Regions from separate parts of the Mus musculus genome. Here region 1 is linked to region 2. Evidence: chromatin contacts called from public promoter capture Hi-C data. All regions are on one chromosome and are shown on one strand. Each heading gives the region's core, a stretch centred on a gene start, on an enhancer-like site or on the middle of the called end of the contact. The rest is flanking DNA. Distances are from core to core; before and after follow the strand shown. Region 1 overlaps Cluap1 (clusterin associated protein 1). Region 2 holds the start of Zfp263 (zinc finger protein 263).

Region 1 (5,514 bases), core at 840-3,339, 180 kb before region 2:
CAGAGCAGCCAGTGGGGGCCAGATTTTTTTTTTAGTAGGGTCTAGTGCAGCCTAGACTGTCCTTGGTGAATTCCTGACCAGCCCCCTGAGTGCTGGGTTTCATATGTGTGCCATCATGCTAATCCCCTAAATATAGGTACAGATAGAAATAAGTGTGTACGTGTATATTTCTTTTAAAGATTTATTTATTTATTTTATTTATATAAGTACACCAGAAGAGGGCACGGGATCCCCATTACAGATGGTTGTGAGCCACCATGTGGTTGCTGGGAATTGAACTCAGAACCTCTGGAAGAGCCATCTCTCAAGCTTGTATGTGTATTTTTTTGAGACAGAGTATTATTATGCAGCCCTGATTGGTCTAGAACTCACTATGTAGGCCAAGCTGGCCTTGAACTCAAAGATTTGTCTACCTCTGTCTTCCAAGTACTGTATTAAAGGTGTATATCAGTATATCCAACCAAGAATGTATATTTTTAATAAAAATTAAATCACGTGGGACACACTGTGATACACTACAGCTTCCGTAATAAGATTTTTAAAAATGCTATCTTAATTTCCTTTCTTTGAGGGGGAGGTTGCAAGGTGAAGGTGGATATGAAGGGATGGGTGAGTAGCTTGGGATGTATGTGAAAGTCAGAAAGAACTTGTTACTACAAGTTAAGAAAAATTAAATCTATTAGCACATAATTCTGTGGATTTCACTTCAATGAATCACAGCCTCCCATAGGGTTAACATAGTGTTAACATATGTTCACTGAAATATTAGTTCTGGCTTCTGAGATGCTTGTCCATGGCATCAAGAGACCACATGTCAAAATACGGAATGCTTCACAAATCTGCATGACACCCCCACAGGCCCACACCACTCTGTCATTCCAGTCGTAGTGTATGTGCTGGTAAGCAAGCACCTGAGACAGTTTTTAAAATGACACAAGGAGTTGGGAATGTGGTATTTGAATGAGAACAGAGACACAGCCTCATAGATTTGAATGCTTGTCCCTCAGTTTGTGAGAGTATTTGGGAAGGATTAGGAGGTGTGGCCTAGTTGGAGAAGGTGTGCCATTGGGGGCGGGGCTTTGAGGTTTCAAAAGACTTGTTCTATTTCCAGTGTGCTCTTTCTCCTGCTTCTGGATCAAGACGTGAATTCCCAGCTGTTCATGTCTTTGTTCCAGCATGGACTCTAACCTCTGAAACTGTAATCCCAGCTAAATGCATTCTTTCATAAATTACCTTGGTAATGGTAACTTTTGCTACAGCAATAGAAAGTAAGACAGAGGATGAAACAGATGGGAAGAGAACACTAATCTTTTAAAATTAGAAAAGAGCAACTTTTCTATTTAAAAGATTTGGGGCTTGCTGGGGGTAGTAGCACATGCTTTGAGTACCAGCATTTGGGAGGCAGAGGCAGGCAGATCACTGTGAGTTCTAGGCAAGCCTAATTTACATAGTGATTTCCAGGACAGCTAGAGCTACATAGTGAGATCCTGTTTTGAAACAAACAAACAAACAAACAAACAAACAAACTTACTTTGGGTGCTTTGGGGCTGAACTAGAGTGAGTTCTGCTTTAAGGCTGACTTTGTTAGTGAGTCCAAGGACTCTCGTGGCAGTGATTTCAGCAGAGGAACAAGCGAGGCCCTGGGGTGGGGGTGGTATGTGAGGCCCTTTGGTGACTTGCTCTTGATGCCTGTGGTTTGCCAATGCTCACTCCCAACATTGTAAAAAGAAAAGTCAAAAAATATTGAGACCAAGGAGGGAAAGCATAAACGAGTAAAGAGAAGACACAAAGAAAATCTGAGGAATAGACAAAAGGTTCCACTGACATAGGCAATGTTCTGGCCACTAACACACTGCTCAGTGGAGCTGTTTTTTCCACGGAGCCAAAGTTATAAGGAACATGAATTGCTGACAGGTGAGTAGTTATCAAAATGAAAAGTCTAAAATCTATTCAACCCAGAAGATGAGAGTTTGTTCTGTTTCAATATAACATATGGTAAGATTTTAGACGGCCTAACTTAGTAGAACTCCCTCCATCTGGATTTACTTTGTCTCATGTTACAAGAAACCACAAAACTTTCAAGAGGGCTCTAGAGTTCGGCCACGTTGCAGACATATTAGCAGCAGTGCAGAGAGTGGGAGAGCACAGCAGTCTCCTCTTAGGACAGGAAGCAAGGAAACTGTGGCATGGGGTCTCTGTGCATGCTGCTGCTTTTTGATGGCTGAACAGCTTATGCCACGTCCCTTCCTCCAACCTAATGTCCTCACCCACAGATACTCTAGTCACTCTACCTGACACTCTGCAGGGTCTGCAGTCGCTTCCGATTTCTTTCCAGTTCTAATTTTCTCTTTTCAATTTTGGCTTCTAAGTTTGCTTCATCAGAGGCCACATTATTAAGCAGGTCTTTAGTCTTCTGAACCTGGGCCTACATTGAATAGGAAATAGTGAGATAAGGTGCCACGGAGTGCTGTCCCCTGACTCTGAGCACAGAGTTCCTTAACACTTTGTGCAAAGCAACATCACACAAACCAACAAAGCCCACCCCTCCTCCACTGTAACTTATTAACAAACTATTTCCAGTGACAGGAGTGAAAGGAGGACACGGGGACAGGAGAGCACCACTCTTGTCATGAAAAGTGCATGTTTCTTCCATGGAAGCAAGCAAACATGGCGAGAAGAATGACAGAGACATTCTAGTAAAGACAGAGAGGTCACAGGATCTGTGTCCAGCCTGCTTGCTTAGCACTGGGCACTGGTGGATCACTGCACTGTCAGCCTTCACTTGGGCTGCTCCCTGGTTACAAAATACCAACCGAGGAATTGGAGACACACACACACACACACACACAGAGTTTGGACACACAGTTACATACATGGACACACACAGTCACAGATACACAGACACATACACAGACAGGCAGACACATCGATATAGATACTCACATAGACACAAGACAGACAGACACAGACATACACAGTTGGCTCAGGAGGGGACCAAACCCAAAACCCTCATGAACTAGCCTCAGCTCTGACCCTTTGTCTGCTTTGATGGACAAAGAAGATTCCTTTTTCTTCTATGGTAAAAGCTCAACTAAAAACTAAAATAAATGGAGAAACTCCTTTATTGGTAAAGTCAAGGCAGAAATGGATCCGACAGCAGCAACTAGCCATTCTGATGAGATGCAGCTTTATAACAAGGTCTAGGCACAATGGGGCCGAAGCTCTGGGCTGTTGGCACTACCGGGGGTCAAAGACCACTGGCTACATCCGCAGACACCCCTATATTTCTAAGAGCACATTTACTTGAAGGGCATGGTAAAAAGCAAATGTGCTGGCTTCATATTCAGACTATGTGAAGCTGGCTGTTGGGCGCCTCGTGTTTCAGAGTACCAAATGAGCTACACCAGAATCGGGAGCACAACTTGGGGGTGAATGAACCTCCTCCCCATGTTGTGACTGTCTAACCCTGCATGAAATTCTTCTTCTTTTTTTTTTTAATGGTTTTTTTCTAGACAGGGTTTCTCTGTATAGTCCTGGCTGTCCTGGAACTCACTTTGTAGACCAGGCTGGCTTCGAACTCAGAAATCTACCTGCCTCTGCCTCCCAAGTGCTGGGATTAAAGGTGTGCGCCACCACGCCCGGCTCTGCATGAAATTCTTGATGGCAAGGTAGGATTCCCCTCTGGTACTCTGCATGTATGTTACTATACTATAAATGTTTTTCTGGCTGTTTACCTGCTGGTCTTTGCAAAGCCATGGGATCCACAAAGAAATGACTTTGGAAGAGTAGACACTTGTCAAGATTCTCAGAGACAGGGCATCTTTTGAAAGTACAATTATTGTCATTGGATTTATGGCTTAACTGTTTTGTGTAAGTAAAACCAATCATTTCTGTGGCATTTCTGTATATGTGCTGAGGGACCAATCCTAAAGCTTTACATATGCCAGACAAGTAATGATCACTGAGCTGTAGCTCCAGTGCAGCACACAATTTCTTTGATTCTTCCTTTAAAAACCACTAGAGAGCCAGGCATGGTGGTGCTTGTATTTAATCTTAGCACAAAGAAGGCAAAGGTAGGCAGATCTCCTGAGTTTGAGACTAAATTGTTCTACATAGTGAGTTCCAGGCCAGCTAGAGCTACAAAGTAAGCGCTATCTTAGAAAGCAAACAACAAAACAACAGCAACAACAACAACAAACCCAAGTGGCACGAGCAAACACACATAAAAATCTTTAAAACGAAATATATGTATATATATATATATATATATATATATATATATATATATATATATATATATATATATATTCATTGATTGCAAATGCATTACAAATTCTAATGCAAGTGCAAACTCATTCCAGCAGGAAGGTGGTGGGTACTTGCTCAACAACTTTTTTTTAAATTGTACAAGTATAAGTCTATGCACATGTGTGCAGTGCCCACGGAGGCTAGAACAGAGCCTCAGATACCCTGTAATTGGAGTTTCAGAAGGTTGTAACCTAGCTAATGGGTGCTGGGAACTAAACTTAGGTCTCTGGAAGAGCAGCATGTGCTCCTAACTATGAAGCCATATTTCTAGTACCCTTAATCAATAATCCTTGCTGACAATGAATACTTTCTGATTAAGTCACACAATAGCTTAGGGAATTATCTGACATTAAAGTCTTTTCTGTAAGCTGGGTGTGGTGGCGCACGCCTTTAATCCCAGCAGAGGCAGGTGGATTTCTGAGTTCCAGGCCAGCCTGGTCTATAAAGTGAGTTGCAGGACAGCCAGGGCTACACAGAGAAACCCTGTCTCGAAAAACCAAAAACCAAAAAAAGCAAAAAGTCTTTTCTGTATCCTTTAAGGAAGAAAGATCAATGTATAGACAAGGATCTCCAGCTTCTCAAATAGCTGACCTGTACTCTGCAGCTCCTCTAGAACCCATGCCATCATTTTGCTTTTGCTTTCAGAATTATGAAACATCGGAGGTGAATATTTTTTGACAATGAAGAGTTCACAGGAGCTGTCCATCAAGAAACTAACTGTGTCCCTTCGGGAGGACCAGCTTTTAACATTCAGTGTTCAAACTGTATTTGGCCATGCTCACTTGATTCAGTTAGAATATTGGTGTGCATAAAATATGGCTATTTACACACTTTTAAGTGTAGACACCATCCTGCAATTACAGAACAGACAGAATACAAATACAAAGCACTTGCCCTGACTAGGTGAGCAGAGACTGTGGTGAAACCCAGTCACATTCCTCCTTTTGTGCTTCCTGTTACACAGAAAACAGGAAGCCTACAACCAGGCAGAAGCATAGTATGTGGCCACTCTTATGTATTCTCAGGGTCATTGCTGTCTCCCTGTGTGTCTAGGGACACTTCTGTAGCTGGCAGGAGCAGCAGGCAGCTGTCATGGTTCTGGGTGTTCTTCAGTACTGAACGCTCTCCAGCTCTCCTTGTGTTGCGTGACCTCATGTTTTGTTAAGTGTCAGCCAGCTAATTGATAGAATGCTTCTAGATTGTCTG
Region 2 (4,966 bases), core at 199-2,698:
TTGATACTCCTCACTTCTGCTCGATCACACTCACCTGTTCTAGATGCTTCCACGTTTCACTACTAGATAAGGTGAACTTATCAGGCTGCGACCATAGCCCCTCGGTGCTTAGCTGTTTTTCAGAGTTCAATTAGCAGAGATCCAGTTCTGTATTGCAAACTATTGACTAAGATATGCTGGGTGTTATCCACTAAATATAGGCCTGGGATAGTGGCACATGCCTGTGGGAATCAGCAGTGGGGAGGCTGAAGCAGGAGGATTGCCTCGAGTTTAAGCCTGGGCTACATATCTAGACTCTGCCTGTAACCCTAGAACTCGGAATTTGGGGAGACTGAAGGTGGAGGACCACCACTGTTCTGCAGCCAAGCTCAACTACACACTGAGTCAGTTAGCTTGAGCTACGTAAGACTTTGTCACAAAACAAACCCCTCAAAGCAGTGGCAGTAGGTGTCATCCAAACGACATACTTTTCTCCAAGTCCTCAAAATTATTCCCAGACAGTGCTTTAGCCAACAGAAAAACAGGACGAAACAGATTAAGTAGTCTGCCCAAAGTCACGAGGCCTGTGAGAAGCTTTCTAACTACATAACTAAATACTGGTGGAAGTGCTCCTCACTTCCTACTGTCGTCATATGGGAACAATCTGGAAGGAAAGGATAAGCTACAAAAAAATCCCTCTCCTTCCTGTAAAGTGTACTCAGGACGATCAAGTATATTCGACTACAGAAGAGGCTAGCACAATGACTTCCGGGCCAAACCACGGGTAAAACAGCTGTCACCTGTTGCCTCAGTTTCCCAAGTTCTTTCTGCATACGCTCCACAAGAGTGACTGCTTCTTCGCCGCTCTCTGGGCGCAGCTCCTGCACCCTGCTCTGAATCTCCTGGGGAAGGATAGTCAAGAACTGCTCCAGCACCAACAGCTCCAGGATCTGTTCCTTGGTGCGCATCTCCGGCCGCAGCCACCCGCGGCAAAGCTCCTGAAGCCGGCTAAGGGCCTCCCGGGGACCCGGGGCGTCCTGAAAGCGGAACCGTCGAAATCGCAGATGGGAGGCCTCCGGGCTGGGCTCTGGCTCAGGCGGGGGTACCTCGTGGCTCCAGGCACAGTCCTCCTCCAGTTTCACTATGAGGAGCCCTTCTGGCTCCTGCGAGCTTGGGCCCGCAGCCATAGTCATGCCCCGACACCAGCCTAGGTCCCGACACCAGCTACGTCCGCCTTGAGAGACGCCCTGGGTTCTGTACAGCAGTAGGCCACGGCTGCAGCAACCGAGAGACTCCGGGCTCCAAATCCCGCCGGAGGAACCCAGGTCACAATCTCAGCAATATCAGGCCTGCAGCGTCGCCACCTGACCGGCTTCTCAGGCCCGCACAGAACTTAAGTCGCAGGGCCCGGGTCGCAAGCCTCAGCACGCGAGTTAGGCGTCATAAGCCAACGGCCGCTAGTCAGGACGGACTTCCGGTTCACGTTTCCCTTGCGCTGTCTCCCATTGGGTCGGGTCTCACCACGTACTCACGGTCCACCCAGGACAAGGAAAATTTGCATAAAAGAGCGGGAGGGGAACAAGTCGGATGGGGATGAGGGGCGGGGCTACGCAATGGGCGGGGCCTCCAGGTGGGGAAGCGGTAGGGGTGGGAATCCCTGGGCGGATGTGACCCGGGGACAACCTGGCTCAGATTTGCATAGGAAAGTTTGCCAAAAGGTAAGTTCTTCAGCCACGCTTGAACCAGAGTCCAGAGGCGCTAGAGTGTCATGTCGGGGCCCAGAAGCTTAACAAAGAAAACCTTTCCGAAGGCCGATCCCAACACTCCGGAGACCTACAACCGGAAATAGACTGTGCTTCCAGGGCTCGAGCTGCCTGGGGCTGGTGGGAAATGTAGTCCATGGCGCGCCCTTGTTATTGCGCCTGCACTGTGGCTTGAGCAGGTCTAAATGGATTGTCGAGCTACGATAAACATACCCGTGCCCGAGCTTTTGCCTCCCTGTGAGCGATGGTCCCTAGTCCTCCATCTTTAGGTGGCTGGTCGACCCAGAAGAACGCTCTGGGTATGAACTGCTCTTGCCATCTCCCAGAGCAGGTCTAAGGATTAGCATAATCATCGGCTCTGACTATTTTCCTGAAGGTTGAAGAAAAGGAAACACCAAGGCGGACTTCCTTATTTTTTGAAGAGAGAATAGCCCAGGCCTGAGACTGCAGCTGTCACAGACAGGTGGTGGAGTCTGCAGATTCTAGGAGTGTGTCACGAAAACCCGTAATCACTTATTGGACACATGCTTACATTGTTGTCTATTCATTGCAACTCAAGAGGCAGGGAAAGCCTTCCTTGCTCTGGTCTCCCTTTGTGAACTTTTTATACTTTGTAAGACCTTGAGGCAGGAAAATGGCCACCAGGAGCTCCAGCAGCCAGGTCCCTCCCACCTCTGACTTCCTTAATGGTCCCTAACCCTAATAGTTGTTTAATAATAGCTGTTACTGTCATTCCCTGGCCCGAGGAGGAAGAGTAGCCTGGCCCCACCCTACAAGACAAAAAGATAAAAATAAATAAATCCCACCAACCCTGAACAGAAAAACCCACTAATCCTGGAGCTTGGTATAGAAACCCTTCAAGCCCTGAGCAAACTCATCAGTCTCTGATCTCCTTCAAGCTCAGTGAAATTCTACCAATCCTCACCCTGGAAAGCTGTGGTGGGAAGATTAAGAAATCTTGTATAAACCCTGCCTACCACTCAGTTCCCTGCTTTCTTTCCTGAGCTGAGAATGATGTTCTGGATTTTTCCTTCCCAATGAGTCTCTTGAATGAGGTTTGTCGTGCGGCACGACTTTTGGTTCCCGATTGCCAGGGTATCTTTCCCTTCAGAGCTTCAGCATTCATACATGAAATAGAACTTTGAAGATATGGTATGAAGTAAGTCCTGTGGTTATGGCATGGAGTGCCGTCGTGAGGTCCCAATATAACTCAAATACCAGGTCAATGCAGATGCCAAAAATTTATTGTAATCAAGCTGCTACTGATTGATCAGGGCTGTAGAACAGACTCATGAGCTGAACTGTGACCTTGAGGGGATGCTGTGCAGCATATTTAAAGGAAACAATAAAGCAAGGGGGTTGGGCTGGGCTGGGCTGGGTGGTAGCATTGTCCAATCATTTTGACAAAAGGGGTTGAGAAAGGGAGTTTCCATCAATCAGGATGGAAGTTGGGGCCTGGGCCTGGGAACATGAACTTAATTTGATCCTGCCAGCAAGATAGAGAAGTTGTCCTTGAGATGTCTTGACTCAGACAACTTAAAAGTTGTCCCTGAGATGTCAGGACTCAGACAACTGTTTCTTTATAATAGAAGCTGTTTAACTATTGGGAAGTCCTCAGCTCCACGAGAGCCTGGGACCTTGAATTTAGGTCCTATGACCTAAAAAGAAAATGGTAGTATTTAGAATAAGTTTCTTTTGCTTGTTCCCAATAGTGCCAGTTAAGTCGATGGCCTAAGTTCATACAGCTAACCTGTAGCAAAGCTTAGGCTGTGGAAATAAAAATGGTCTGTTTTGGATGACTGTGTGTAGTTTCATCACAGGTACAAAAGCCCACAGGCTGCCATGGCAAATGCCTATTTATCTAGACACTAGGTAGCACATGGGCTGGTATAGGTTCATTCAGAAAAAGCTGGCTAAGACTTGGGAGGTTGGGTTGGGGAGATGACTCCGCAGTTATGAGCAGTAGCTGACCTCCCAGGGGACCTGGGTGGGTTCTGTTCCCAGCAACAGAAGGTGGCTCACAGCCTTCTGTAGCTTCAAATCCAGGGGATCTAGCATTCTCTATTGGTCCCCAAGGGCATCCATCCATGCCAGGTATCCTATATGCAGTTGTAGTCCAAATTGAATAGTTAATGACCTGATGGGCTGAGAAACTCCGGAAAGTTGACTTGGCTGTTAGGATCCTGGAAGCTTCTCCTATGATCCTCCTTTTGGTATTTACCACTTTCAGACTGCAGGTAGAACTGGCCTGCAGATGGAATCTTCCATCCTTACAGTGCAAAACGCCCAAATCCCCAATGCCATGGAGCACAGTCTCCACTAGTGAGGAGAAACTCCTGGTTTTCAACTGTTCTGATTCAAGGACGATTCTGCTTTCGTTGAGGTCGGTCTCCTCTTCCTTTTTTTCCTGTACTGCCTCATTTCTGGTCTAGCAAAAACACTCATATACATAAAAACAAATCTTGTTATAAAAAGATTTGTGAAGCCAAGCATCCCCTGTGATCATCTTCTTGTAGTTTGGACATTCCTGTCTCAGGGACTGTAGACTGACGCTGAAGCCCCTTTTCCTACCAGTGTGCACGAGGTGCTCTCAGACAGTTTATCTGATCTCACTAAGATTTCCCTGCTGGTCTGGAGTAACATTTTACCAGTTCTTACAATGGGGGGTGAGGAACTAAACAAAGTACCAACGGATGCTCTGCACACATTGTGAGCTTGAATCAGGACCAAAAGATGGGAAACTGAGGGGCCATAGAAGGGGAGAAGTTCTCAAATCAGGATCTGGCTGGAAGTCAGAAAATTCAACACAGCTAATAAAAACAAAATTTACAGAAGCTGGCCATGGCCACATGCCTGTAACTCATCCTAACATTCGGAAAACCTGAACAGGAGGATCAGAAGCTCAGCCTGAGCTGTAAAAGGCCTTGTCCAAAACCAAATGCACCACCATGTGTTGTATGCTTATTTTTAAAGTTTTGCTTAATCTATTCTACTGTAAATTATGTTGTTTGAACAAATTAACTTAGAAAACCATAAAATCATATATAGCTGTCATCAAAACCCTGTACAGTTCTCTTGAGATGCTCATACCCATGTCTTGGGTGCATAGTCTTGTCTTTTTATTTCCAATTCTTTACCTGAAACATTAAAAAGAGATGCTTTATTGTACATGTTACTCTTAGCCACAACTGAGAACAGAACTTGTACTGGAATTCTAGTAGAGT

The links. Promoter capture Hi-C pulls out the DNA fragments that hold promoters and counts their contacts.
Region 1: a contact with region 2 is called in a promoter capture Hi-C map of second pharyngeal arch cranial neural crest. The contact joins the enhancer-like site here to the promoter of Zfp263 in region 2. A contact is called at or near these places in 7 of 39 promoter capture datasets (the C10 cell line, cranial neural crest, liver and 3 more), 12 of 484 Hi-C or Micro-C datasets (the G1E-ER4 cell line, LSK cells, astrocytes and 9 more), 3 of 115 datasets of contacts at active chromatin or transcription factors (the 230-238 cell line, double positive thymocytes and embryonic stem cells) and 3 of 9 other capture datasets (adipose tissue, liver and pancreatic islet).

The regions. Positions count from the first base shown.
Region 1 is chr16:3,920,751-3,926,264 of GRCm38.p6, reverse strand. It overlaps Cluap1 (clusterin associated protein 1), which reads right to left. Exons shown (of 12, transcript NM_029738.2): 7 at 2,292-2,425. Among named protein-coding and RNA genes, the nearest start is that of Gm15537, 5.9 kb to the left of the region's middle. Within about 2 kb of position 2,089, at least 25 of the 459 cell types and tissues checked have an H3K27ac peak or open chromatin away from gene starts, as enhancers often do. A contact at or near this core is called in second pharyngeal arch cranial neural crest, where this site is marked.
Region 2 is chr16:3,740,581-3,745,546 of GRCm38.p6, reverse strand. It overlaps Zfp263 (zinc finger protein 263), which reads right to left and starts at 1,448. Exons shown (of 6, transcript NM_148924.3): 1 at 780-1,448. The coding sequence starts at 1,172.